Regions from separate parts of the Mus musculus genome. Here region 2 is linked to region 1. Evidence: chromatin contacts called from public capture Hi-C data. All regions are on one chromosome and are shown on one strand. Each heading gives the region's core, a stretch centred on a gene start, on an enhancer-like site or on the middle of the called end of the contact. The rest is flanking DNA. Distances are from core to core; before and after follow the strand shown. Region 1 holds the start of Ggt1 (gamma-glutamyltransferase 1). Region 2 holds the start of S100b (S100 protein, beta polypeptide, neural).

Region 1 (5,909 bases), core at 1,991-4,490:
CCTCCTCCTAATTAAAAAACATGTGTCCGGCCTGAGTCTGGGATGCACGGCGGGGCAAGTGTGCAAGCCTAGCTGAAGGATGTGAGAGTAGACCCATCCTAGGGCATTTAGTGAGAGATACCTGCCAGAATCCTTCCTTTGGGTCAAGCAATGCTTGACCAGAAACTGAAGGTAGAGGTGAGAGACTGGATGTCAGGCTTTGTGATGCCCTAGGACTGAGACCCTCAGACATGGCAGAAGTCAGCATCCTTCCTGATTCTTGGACCTTCTTCCCCCGCTACCCTCCACGCAGCCTCCCATCCCCTCCTCTGCAGCATCATTGTCCTAGGGCCGGCCACCTTGGCACGACAGGTTTCCTCCCTGGCAAACCTGCATGACGACCCAGTCTGCCCTCTGCCAGGGCCAAGGCTGTGGCTGAATTGACAGTGTGCGAATGCCAGAGCTTTGAGCTTCCAGTCCAAGTATCCCAGGGCCTTCTCAGACCCCCTTGTCCAGAGCTGAGAGCCAGGTAAACCCTCTTCTTCCCTGCATCCTCGGGGCTGGAGACAGACATGGATTCCTCCCAGATCCTGACCGTGTTGTTTCCGGAGGCTAAGCCAGGGCTAGGCATCATACCTTGGAGTGCGAGAAGAGGAAGGTGGGAGCCAAGGGGGAGGAGAAAGCAGGGAGGGAGGGAAGGCTGGACACTAAGCTAGAAAGAAAGGAGCTGGCCTGGACTGGAAGTGTCACAATGCCTAGAACTTAGTCCTGTGGCAGGTAGAGGACTGCCCCCACACCCAGCTCCTCCTCTGTGACTCTCCCTGGCGGAGAAATTCCTAGAGGACCTTTTTCTTTTTTTCCAGGAAAAAAGGAAGTGTGAATTCTGGACCCAGATCCCTGGGCGAGCTTTCGTTCGCCTGCTATCCTGGTGCCTAGGTGAGTTGGCTCTTGGGCACTGTTTCTGTGACTTGGACAAGAGCCCCCATAGACTGAGCTGTCTCCTCTGGAGTGAGGATATCATTCTACCTCACGGGTTTCCCAAGTCTACTGAGCTGAAGGCTGCTGGCCCTTCTCCCAGGAGCTGTCCTGGGCAGCAGGGTTCGTTGGCAATCCCACAGTGAGGCAGAGATCTGATGCTGTCTTCTCAATCTCTGGGGATGATGTTGGGCATAGAGGGTTGACCTGGGTTCCTCATGGCAGCCTTGTCACCCTTAGCTAAACCCATGGGGGTATAAAAAAATGGGAGGCAGGGAACTAGAGAGATGGCTCAGTGGTTAAGAGCACTGATTATTCTTCCTGAGGTCCCGAGTTCAATCCCCAGCAACCACATGGTGGCTCATAACCCTCTGTATTGGGATCTGATGCCCTCTTCTGCATGCATGTAAGCAGAATACTATATACATGGGAGGCAGGGAGTATGAGAGGGAGGATGTCCTCAGACTTCAGGTCTTGGTGGGGACATATAAGGCCCCACGTGGGAACTGTTTGTGGATAAGTTATGGGCAGCAGTTATAGCTCAGTTGTTCTGAGACCTTCACTACTCGTGAGGTAACCCATCAGGCGTGGAGAGGAAGCCAAGATATGAGTGCCTGGCAAGTATGGTGGAAGGCTACATACAGAAGGGTATGGAACTGAACCAGCTCCACCATTGGTCTCTTTCACACAGTCAGAAAGCCCAAACTCAAACCAACTCAAGGCTGTTAATTCGGCCAGGTCATCTGTAATCAGGTCATCTCCAGCTTCCTGGTAATCGTGACTAGGACTCAGTCTCTGTTGTTTGTTGTTCCTTGTTTGTTTGTTTGTTTGTTTGTTTGGGATAGTCTCACATAGCCTAGGCTGGTTTCAGTTACTTAGCTGGTAATGACCTTGAACTCCTGATCTTCCTCTATCTACTTCCAAAGTAGATTTGACCTGCCACGCCCAGCCACCGAATGGTTTTGAAACCTTCTCTGGGAGGAAGGAGGCAGATAGATCCTCCGTGGAGACCATTTCCCTGAGCTTACTCTGTCAGGAATGGGTCTTCTGCCTGCAGACGGAGTTTCCCCAGAAGGAAAGGCGGCAAGAGGCTTTCCGTTCCCTGTGTTGCTCTTGGCCGAGTGTGTAGCCATAGACAAAGTAGGGTCCTGTGATGGTTTCAACCTGGCGCCCCAAGTTCAATGGCTTAAAACAGCAAGTCCCGGTTATTGGGAGCCTGAAATCTAATGTAAGCAGAGCCGTGCTCCCCACCTCTCCCCCACTGCCCCCAGGACTATGGGGCCATATCCTTCCTTGCCTCCCCTCCTTCTGAGCTTCCTGGCAATCCTTGAGGCTGTTTGGCTTGTACTTGTGTCGCGCTGACCTCAGCTTCCTACTCCACATGGCTGTCTTCCCTGTGCGACTACCCAACCGGCCATCTTGTAAGACCACTAATTACTGTATTTAGGGCCTACCCTAATCCAGTATGATCTCATCCGAACTAATTACCTTGTGAAGACTCTGTTTCTAAATAAGGTCACACTCTGAGCTCTCCCTAGTGGGCATGAACTTGGTGGAAGGGGGAAAAAAAAACAAGACACCACAGAAGCCTCTGAAACCCTCGGTTTCCTTGTCTGTAAAATGGCGATGGCATTATAGGATTAGAGACTGGCATAGCATAGTGTTGCATAAGTGCGCCTTTATTCTTTAACGTGATTAATCTTCTGTGACATTTTTCTTCTCCTATCAGTGCTGATATTTGAGTCCAGGATCTTTGGCATGCTTGGCGATCGTTCTACCTTTGGGCCACACCTAGCCCCTCTTTCTTACTTTACAGTGAGCCTAACCATTCACTCCTCAGCATCGATCCATTCAGGACTGGGCACTGTGCATGCAGCCTAGACTTCCTCAGAATTGGGAGCCAAGAAAGATTTTGGGAGGTGTCATAAGTTAGCGGAGTCTGAAGGAAGACGACTTTAGCCTGTAAAATGTCCTGGCAGGAGCATTGAGGGCAGAGAAAGGGCAGGGGCAGGCACCAGCAAGGCAAGAATTTCTCTGCAGGGCAAATGGGGGCCTTTGAAGGGTTTTCCAGCGGGAGAGGAAAATGTTCCATTAAGGTAACAGCAGCCTTGCAAACCACTGGTGAGCAAGCGTCACCAGGTGATAGGAGTGGTGGGGGAGGGTACTAGGTGTGGCTTGGAGGAGGTCACAGATAACACCAATTGGAAGGGACCAGTGAAGAGGCAGGGGGTGGCTTCTGAAGGGCTGGACTCTGGCTTCTGTGGCTGGTAGAGGTTTGTGGAAGGTAGTTGCTTAGCTCAGGTTAGGACTTGTTGACCTTGGGCATCTGACACAGCGGGTGGCTCAGACTTGGACTCTATGTGCAATGTGATATAGCTCAGCATGGAAGATGTAAAGAGGAAGGGAGCTCTGGGTAAGCTGAGGACGGAGTGTAGGGAAATTGTTGGGCGGTTTAGGTACCAATTAAGTCGCAGGGAGGTTGTGGGTGGACAGGTGTGCTTGCTTGCCTTGTGGTCCAGGAGGCTGTGAGACACAAGTGAGTTAGTTGGCTTTCCTGCAGACTGTGGCATGTGATGGTAGGGGCGGGAGTGAGGAGACCAGGACATGGGTAAGACAGGGCTTCCCTCCCAGCCCCCCCTAGAGATGCCAGACAGCACAGATAATTACCAGGTGATACAATAAATGCCACCTGAGAAGGGGGGCGGGCAGGAAGGGGGGCAGAAGTGACTGCAGAGCTGGGAGTCAGAGCCAGGCTAACACTGAGGCTTTGAAGAGCTCTGGAGCCTTCTGAAGTCTGTCTGTTTCATCCAGTCCTCAAGCTCCCTTGATCCTCTCTGGAGAGGAAACCAAGGCCAGAAAGGGAAGGTTTCCCAGGTCCCCAGCTCTCAGGGAGGTCAGGCATGAAACCGGGAGCTATGGGGTGCACATTTCTGTTATTCTGCTGATGAATTCTGGAGTTGGACTTCACTCACCAGATGCTGAATGCTCCCAGGAATTAACAAGCTGACCATCCCGGAGGCCCACGCGCTTGGCTAAGTACAGGCTCCACTCACACCAAAGGCGAGTACTGGGATGGGGTGAACGGGCAGCACCAAAAAGCCAGGCTTGCGGGGGGGGGGGGCAGAAGGCAGAAAATCTGACCTTGCTGTGGTGTGGTCATTCAGAGAGTACTTCCTCAACACCGTTGGGTAACAGTGGCCCATTTACGGATTCTTCTGTCTGGTCATTGTGGTCTATGTGTGGTCAGGCACTCTATGCAGGTAGTCACAGGGCATGGGTGTCCCCTGCATCTGTGATCTGTGGCCTGGGATGATTAGAAGGGTCTGAGACCAGACCCATCCAAAATGAGCCGAAGGAGTCACAAGCTGGGGCTCGACGCTAGGGGAGAACTTGCCAGCTGCTTTTAGAGATGAAGAACTCCCCCCAAGGGTGGACTTTTCTAGGGTGTTGGAAAATCAGAGGGAAGGTTGAGAATCTGTGATCCTCACGTTCATTAAGCTGTTGTGACTTTGGATTTGAAGTCAGTTTCATCCCACCAGTTTACCAGGGGAGTCTCAGGGTTGCTGGCTTTCAGGGTGGGGAGGGAGATCCTGTCCCAAGAGAACCGGAGTGTGGGGAGGGAAGGACCCACCCATCTCAATTACTTGAACTGACTTCTGAGGTTTAGACTATCGACCTCAGCTGTGAACCTTACCCACTGGGGGTTCAAGCCCTGCCCAGAGCTTCCTGACATTCAGGTAAGTCAGTACTACCATGGGGTGTGGTTGGACTGTACGAAGAGAGTTTCAGGAAGTGGTTGGCTGAACCCCTCCCCAACCCACTAAGCTGCAACCCTCCAGCATTTGGTTTCCGGTACTGACAGCTCAAGTCTGGCTTTACTAGGACCGGGTTTTCTAAGATGGAGTGCGGGAAGATAAGCCCTTTGAAACAGGAAGTGCCTTGGGGACCACTGTGAACCCACTTCTCTGCAGGGGAGCTGGAGTAATTCCCCAAGCCACCCCCTAAATGTGTTCCTAAGTCTCCTGCCTGGCCAAGGTCCCCCCAGGGCATGAACTCCTAAAAGAGGAGTGACCTTAAGATGAAAGGAGCAGGTGGTGTAGCCCCGCCCTAGGCCACACTGTCCAGCAAAAGCTCTTGCAGAAATTAAACACACAGAGAGCCCCCGCTGGGCCAGTGTCCACACCAACACCCCTTCTCACAGCTGCCCTCTGCCCAGTTCCCCAGAGCAAACCAAGGAGCAAAGAGACACCCGCAAGGGTCTTAATGAGCAAGCCGGGGTTAATGGGTTACCCAGCATGGTGATATATTCACCAGCCTCACAGGGTTCTCAAAGTCCAGACTAGCCGAACTTTCAAGGTCTAGGCACGTAGGCTTTTCCAGCCCTGACACCTTAAGAGTTCAAGGGTGAGGCCAAGGGAAGTCAAGAGACCTCCTCCACACCACCCATGACTTGTCCGAAGCTGCCTCTTCAGGAAGTCTCCAGCTCCAGCCTCTAAGCTTACAGGTTTCTTCCTACCTCAGTTTGGTCTCAGCTCTAGTTCTGACCCTTTCCTCTGGCTCCCATCATAACATCTGCTCCCTCTCTAGGCCCTGGCCTCCCCACCCCGCCAAAAGCACTGTGTGTTTTTTATTTTCTGTGTGTGGTGTTTCCGCTTGTATGTGTGCCGGTAGCCTGCTTGTGTGCCTGGTGCCCCCGGAGGACAGACAGAATAGAGCATCAGACCTCCTGAAACTGGAGTTACAGACAGTTGTGGGCTACCTTGCAAGTGATGAGACTCGAACCTGGGTCCTCTGGAGGAGCAGCCAGTGTAGCCAGTCTCTCTCTCTCTCTCTTTTAAAGATTTTTTTTTTAATTAAATGTAAGTACATTGTAGATGTCTTCAGACACTCCAGAAGAGGGCGTCAGATCTTGTTACAGATGGTTGTGAGCCACCTTGTGGTTGCTGGGATTTGAA
Region 2 (5,437 bases), core at 2,059-4,558, 690 kb after region 1:
TCTTGTTTTCCTTGATAACCTTGGCTGAGGCAAACACAGGTTCTTCTATTTCAGCCTTAATAACTAATATTAACTGTCCGATCACATATTCCATATAATGCCATAAATATATATTCATATACACACATTTATATAGATATGATTATATCATATACACATACATTTATATAGGTATGATTGTATTATATACCATACACTATCTACCATCCCTTGGAACTAGAGTTACAGCTGATTGTGAGCCACTCAATGTAGGTGCTGGGAACTGAAATGAGGTCCTCTATAAGCATTACAAATGTTTATTCACTGAGCTATCTTTCCAACACACACACACACCTGATACAGAATGGTTACAAAGAGTTAAAGATGTTTCAAAGAGGCCTAAGTTGCTAAAAAGCTAAAGCTAGGAAATGGAAACAAATGAAGTCTCTAAGGGGTAAAATAAAAACCCGCTGGAGATCGGTGAGCAAGCACAGCTACTGCTATTGTGCAGCCCTGAGTCCCGCTGCAGAGGCAAAGGAGCAGGGCCAGGGCCAGACAAAGCAACAGACAGATGGATAGCAGGTCTAGGGGGTGGACAGAAAAGCGGACAAAGAACAATTTGAGTAGGTCATGCCAAAAGCAGGCGCTAGAGAGGCTGAAGGCTAAGATAACCGGAAGCCACCTGGGATGTCAATAGCCCATACTCTAAAGTGTAATGTTTTTGTTTTTTGTTTTGTAGGTAAGACCCGAGCTCTTGTATAGTTTTTGAAAGTCTTTGGTATATGTGTGTGTGTGTGGGGGGGGGTGTTGTGGTATGTGTGTGTTTGTGTGGTGTGTGTGTGGTGTATGTTTGTGTGTTTCTGTGGTGTGTGTGTGTGTTTGTGGTGTGTGAGTGTGTATGCAAGAACACAAGTATACTGCCTATGGAGCTGAATCCCCTGAAACAATAGTTATAATTGATTGTGAGCCACCCAATGTGGTTCTGGGATCTGAAATCAGGCTCTCTATAAACACTGTGACTTTTATTCTTTGAGTTATATCTTTCCAACACATTTGTGGATTTTTGTTTTGTTTTGTTTTGGTTTTGGTTTTTTTAAAGCCCAGTTTGTTATCTGTTTTCTATTCTCAACGACTTTAGTATTTGGATATACTTTCATTCTAGGTGATTGAGACTATAAAGTTATCCAAAAACTAACTTTAAAAAAAAATGTTAAGGGTGGCTTGGCTGTGGCAGTGCAGTGCACCTTTAATCCCAGCGCTTGGGAAGCAGAGGTGGGTGTATCTCTGTGAGTTCCAGATGAACCTGGTCTACAAAGCGAGTTCCTGGACTGCCAAGGCCACACAGAAAAACCCTGTCTCAAAACACCTAAATAAATATAAACAATAAGTAAAGAAAGAAAAAATAATAAAATGTTAAGGCCAGTTCCAGGGCGATCGATACAATCTGTAACTTACTTTCACTCTGTCTGCTGTCCACATTCTCTGTACTGGTATTTTCTGCCAGGGACCCTTAGGATCTCTACTTTCCTCCCAGTGGCAGCCATGTTGGTGTCCCTGCCTCATTTCTGTCTAGGAGCCTCAGAGGATCTCGGCTACTCTCACTGGGCTGTAGGGACTGCTTTTATGTCTCCTACTTCAGGTCTCCAGCTGCCAGACCTCGGCGGCCCATCTTGCTCTCTAACTGTCACTTCATTTTCCTGAGTGTGTCTTCTTTCCAGGATGTAGAATTCTTTGTCTATTCCACAGGAACCAGAGACTCCTCACCCAAGACTCCTGTACCATTTGCAGGGGCTTGTCTGGGATTTGATGATCAACACACACACAGACACACACACACAGGGGTTTGAAGATCTCTCCTTAAAGTCAGTGTAACTGACTGAAAAATGGCCAGAGAGGGGTTAGAGATGCCTTGATCATCCAGTACCCTGAGCAACCTCACAAAGTGAGGGAACCTTCCCAGTCATGATTATCATGGTCTCCCTGAGTCTCCCTTTTATTGTCTACTGGGGACTAAGAAGAGTAGGGGACCTAATCTTTGTGAACCAGTGGCTTTGATCTCATGTAGATAAATGGTGAGTTGCCCCCTGTAATAGGGAGGAACCAGAGTAGGAGTTTATACCTCTGCCCCAAAGCTAAGAGACACTGCCCCCTTTCCTCAAGGTGGAGAAGCTTTACTGGAGCCCTAACATGTCTAGTCAACCCCTTGGTCTCTGTGATATTTGGGTGTCTTTTGTCATGTAGCTCTTCCCACAGACACTTGGAACACGAGGGGCAAAGGGAAGTGTGACTAAGCTATCCTCTCTTGCTTGGTCAGCTTGGGCCATTGCTTCTGTGTGATTATTCAAAAGGACTGCTCACTTCTGATTTCTTTTTTTTATTTTTATTTTTAAAAAGATATTATGTATACAGTGTTCTGCTTGCATGTACACCTCTACACTAGAAGGGGGCACCAGACCTCATTATAGATGATTGTGAGCCACCATGTGGTTGCTGGGAATTGAACTCAGGACCTCTGGAAAAGCAGCCAATGCTCTTAACCTCTGAGCCATCTCTCCAGCTCAACTGCTCATTTCTGGGCAAGAGCGCACAATTGATGCCATTTGAAGCTCAGGTGTAGTGCTGCTGAAGATAGGCAGTTAGGAACAGACTGCTTTCTGGGGTCATTTTGTGCCTTGACAAGAGGTGCAACATTTCTTCCCTATGCAAAAAGAGCACAGCACAGGACAGGCATTTCTGGCTCAGACAACTCATAACCTTTGACCAGGGTAGGGAGAGAGAGCCCCAAGACAAGAGCTGGCAGGTCTTTCCCTAGGTGCAACAAGTACTAAGTATGTAACTAACTTACTGCATGCTGGTCCCTGAGAATACTGGGCTCAAAGAGGAGTCTGGGGGTAACCACTACCCAGCATCACCAGCCCCAGCATGGCATACCTGCAGGAGGGGACCAGGAAGCTGGCAGACAAGCAAGATGTTCAAGAGGCCTCCTTAGAAGCCAGTCAGGGCCACACAGTCTCCAGCACTCAGCATGAGAAGTTTCCAGTTCTTGGCTGCAGATTTGCTGTTTAAATCAATTCACCCACGTTGTCTCTCTCCTCTTCCCAACCCCAGCCTTGCCTTTGGAACTGGGCCAATGTTCATGTAATACATTTAAAAGGTGCAGAGAAGCTGACTCTACACTTCCTACCCAACAGACCCGTATTCTTTCTAGATCAAGTCCAGTTGTGGCTGCCCAGTGGATCCCCAGGGTACCACTCAATGGGGCCCTGTATGCAGGCCTGGGTGTCTAACTCCTCCCTATCCTTGGCCCCCATTGGCAGCCTCAGCCTGCAGTGGACTGCGCCAAGCCCACACCCAGTTCTCTCTGCAGGAAGAATAAGAAGCTGTTCTGTCTACACTCCTGTTACTCGGACACTGAAGCCAGAGAGGACTCCAGCAGCAAAGGTGACCAGGAGGTGAGAAAGCCACTGACAGGACCCAAGAGAAAACCTGCTTTTTTCTTTCCTCGGAGGGTGAGGGGTGACAGGGATAGAATGGGAACTGAGCTTTAAGAATTTTTTTTTTTAAGAGACCTTTGGGGACATTTGGTGGCATTTCAGAGCTGCTGATTAGGCTGCCTTTACTGTTTCCTTGTGACTGCGGCTGACACTGACTATGCAGTGTCTGTGTTACAGCGGGGGGATTGTCTTTGGTTTTGTTTTCATTAAACCAGGGAAACCTTAGGCCATAGTTAGAACTTCAGAATGACTGCCGATGTTTTTGGAGATGGCGCACAGTGCGTCTTCTCTGAGTCCTAAGGGAAGGATTTCCTTTCCTGGAATAGGGTTACCCCAAATCTCCAACCGCAGCTCCCCTTTCTTCATGGCAACTTTTCCCGGGGTCCCTGGAGCACCCCTGTGAGCTTTTCCAGTTTTCCTATTCGAAACGCCAAGAGCTACATCTCCAGACACTGCTCAAAAAAGAAAAATCCAAAGCAGTTGAAACTTTTCAAATCATTATGAATTGGGACAGAGAGATGAAGGTTTGGGGGTGGCTCCTGACTTTCCTGTCATCCCTCCTGGGGAAGGGTGGTCTCTGTGGGGACCCCTCACCTTACAGGCAGTGCCATCCCAAGAAGCTCCAGCCCTGTGTTTCTTTATAAAGACTCATCCGTTTGTCTTAGAAGGCAGACAACAAACCAATGCTTCCTTAGTTGAAAGAATAGGGAGATTTTTGAATTTTTAATATAGTCATGAAAAAATAAATTTTTATTTATTTATTTATTTTTTGCCTATGGGATATGGTGTTTCACCATTTACTTTTAAGTCTTAGTCCTTATCCACAAAAAGATCATTTAGCTCTCCCTCCCCCAGCCGTTAGGACTTTGAGCAGTATCAGTATGACACAGAATCTCTGAAGACTTTTTTTTTAAATCAATAACTGTGCTGGGTATGAGCCAACCCTTGGGAGAGTAGAGACAAGGAGATCATTATTTAGAAGAGAATCTGGGGACAGTGAGACCCCCATCTCAATCTAAAAAGGAAAAAGGGCAGATAATTCTGTGCCTGTCCTTCCCTCCCCTCTCCTCCCTCCCCTCCCCATGGGACTAAACATATTTTCTTTCATAAAAAAAAAAGACAAACAAAAACAGTAACCGGGGCTGTTGAGATGGTTCAGTCCAGCATCCACATGGAATTACTGACTGTAATTCCAGTTCCCAGTGATCTAACACCTTCTTCTGGCCTCTGCGGGCACCAGGCATGCACGCTACAGAGACATACCTGTAGGCAAAACACCCAGACACATAGGATTTTCTTTTAGCTAAAAGACCAACAGTAACTAAAAACTCAAGTTAAGAGACTAAGAGAGAATGTTACATTTTGTCTATCTGGGTTGTTCTTCTTATATGAGGTACTTCAGGTGTCTTTGGAAAACATGAACAAACCAAAGAACCAGAGAGCCAATACAGGGCGAAAACCTTCGTTTCTTTTGGGAGATCCTTAATAAAAATGTAAAAAGCTACGAAAGTTGTATTCTAAAATGTAACATGTTCAACATGGAAATGACTTTTGAACCTTTGTTTAATTATGACAGTGCAGGTTCTGGTTTAAGGATCAGAACTCGAGGCTAGGAGCTGCCAAATGTCTCTGCCTAAGAGGCTGGTTTCTAAAATGATCCCAGAGCCACCCTTAATGGCTTAATGTTAATGAAGTTCCTCAGATAATCGAGCGGCCCTCCCTGAATCCCCGGGCTGTGGCTGTGGCATCAGGTGCCCACTGCAAAGGCTGTTTGCTTCTCTCAGGCATGCATGCCTGTTCACAAAGAAGCTGCTGTACTCTGAGGCCAGGCCAATGAAGCAAGCACAGAACTCAGGGCTGGGCCTCCGTCGCCCTGTCAGGATGCCAGGAGAACCATATGACCTTGGAGTACGTGTTTCTGCAAGGTCACTTCACTGGTAGTTTTCAAAAACTTGGTACAGGAA

The links. Capture Hi-C pulls out chosen DNA fragments and counts their contacts.
Region 2: a contact with region 1 is called in a capture Hi-C map of macrophages, with 8 times the contacts expected there. The contact joins the promoter of S100b here to the promoter of Ggt1 in region 1. A contact is called at or near these places in 10 of 39 promoter capture datasets (the C10 cell line, embryonic stem cells, frontonasal cranial neural crest and 6 more) and 1 of 9 other capture datasets (macrophages).

The regions. Positions count from the first base shown.
Region 1 is chr10:75,560,892-75,566,800 of GRCm38.p6, forward strand. It overlaps Ggt1 (gamma-glutamyltransferase 1), which reads left to right and starts at 3,241. Exons shown (of 15, transcript NM_001379537.1): 1 at 3,241-3,367; 2 at 3,930-4,014.
Region 2 is chr10:76,250,528-76,255,964 of GRCm38.p6, forward strand. It overlaps S100b (S100 protein, beta polypeptide, neural), which reads left to right and starts at 3,309. Exons shown (of 3, transcript NM_009115.3): 1 at 3,309-3,431.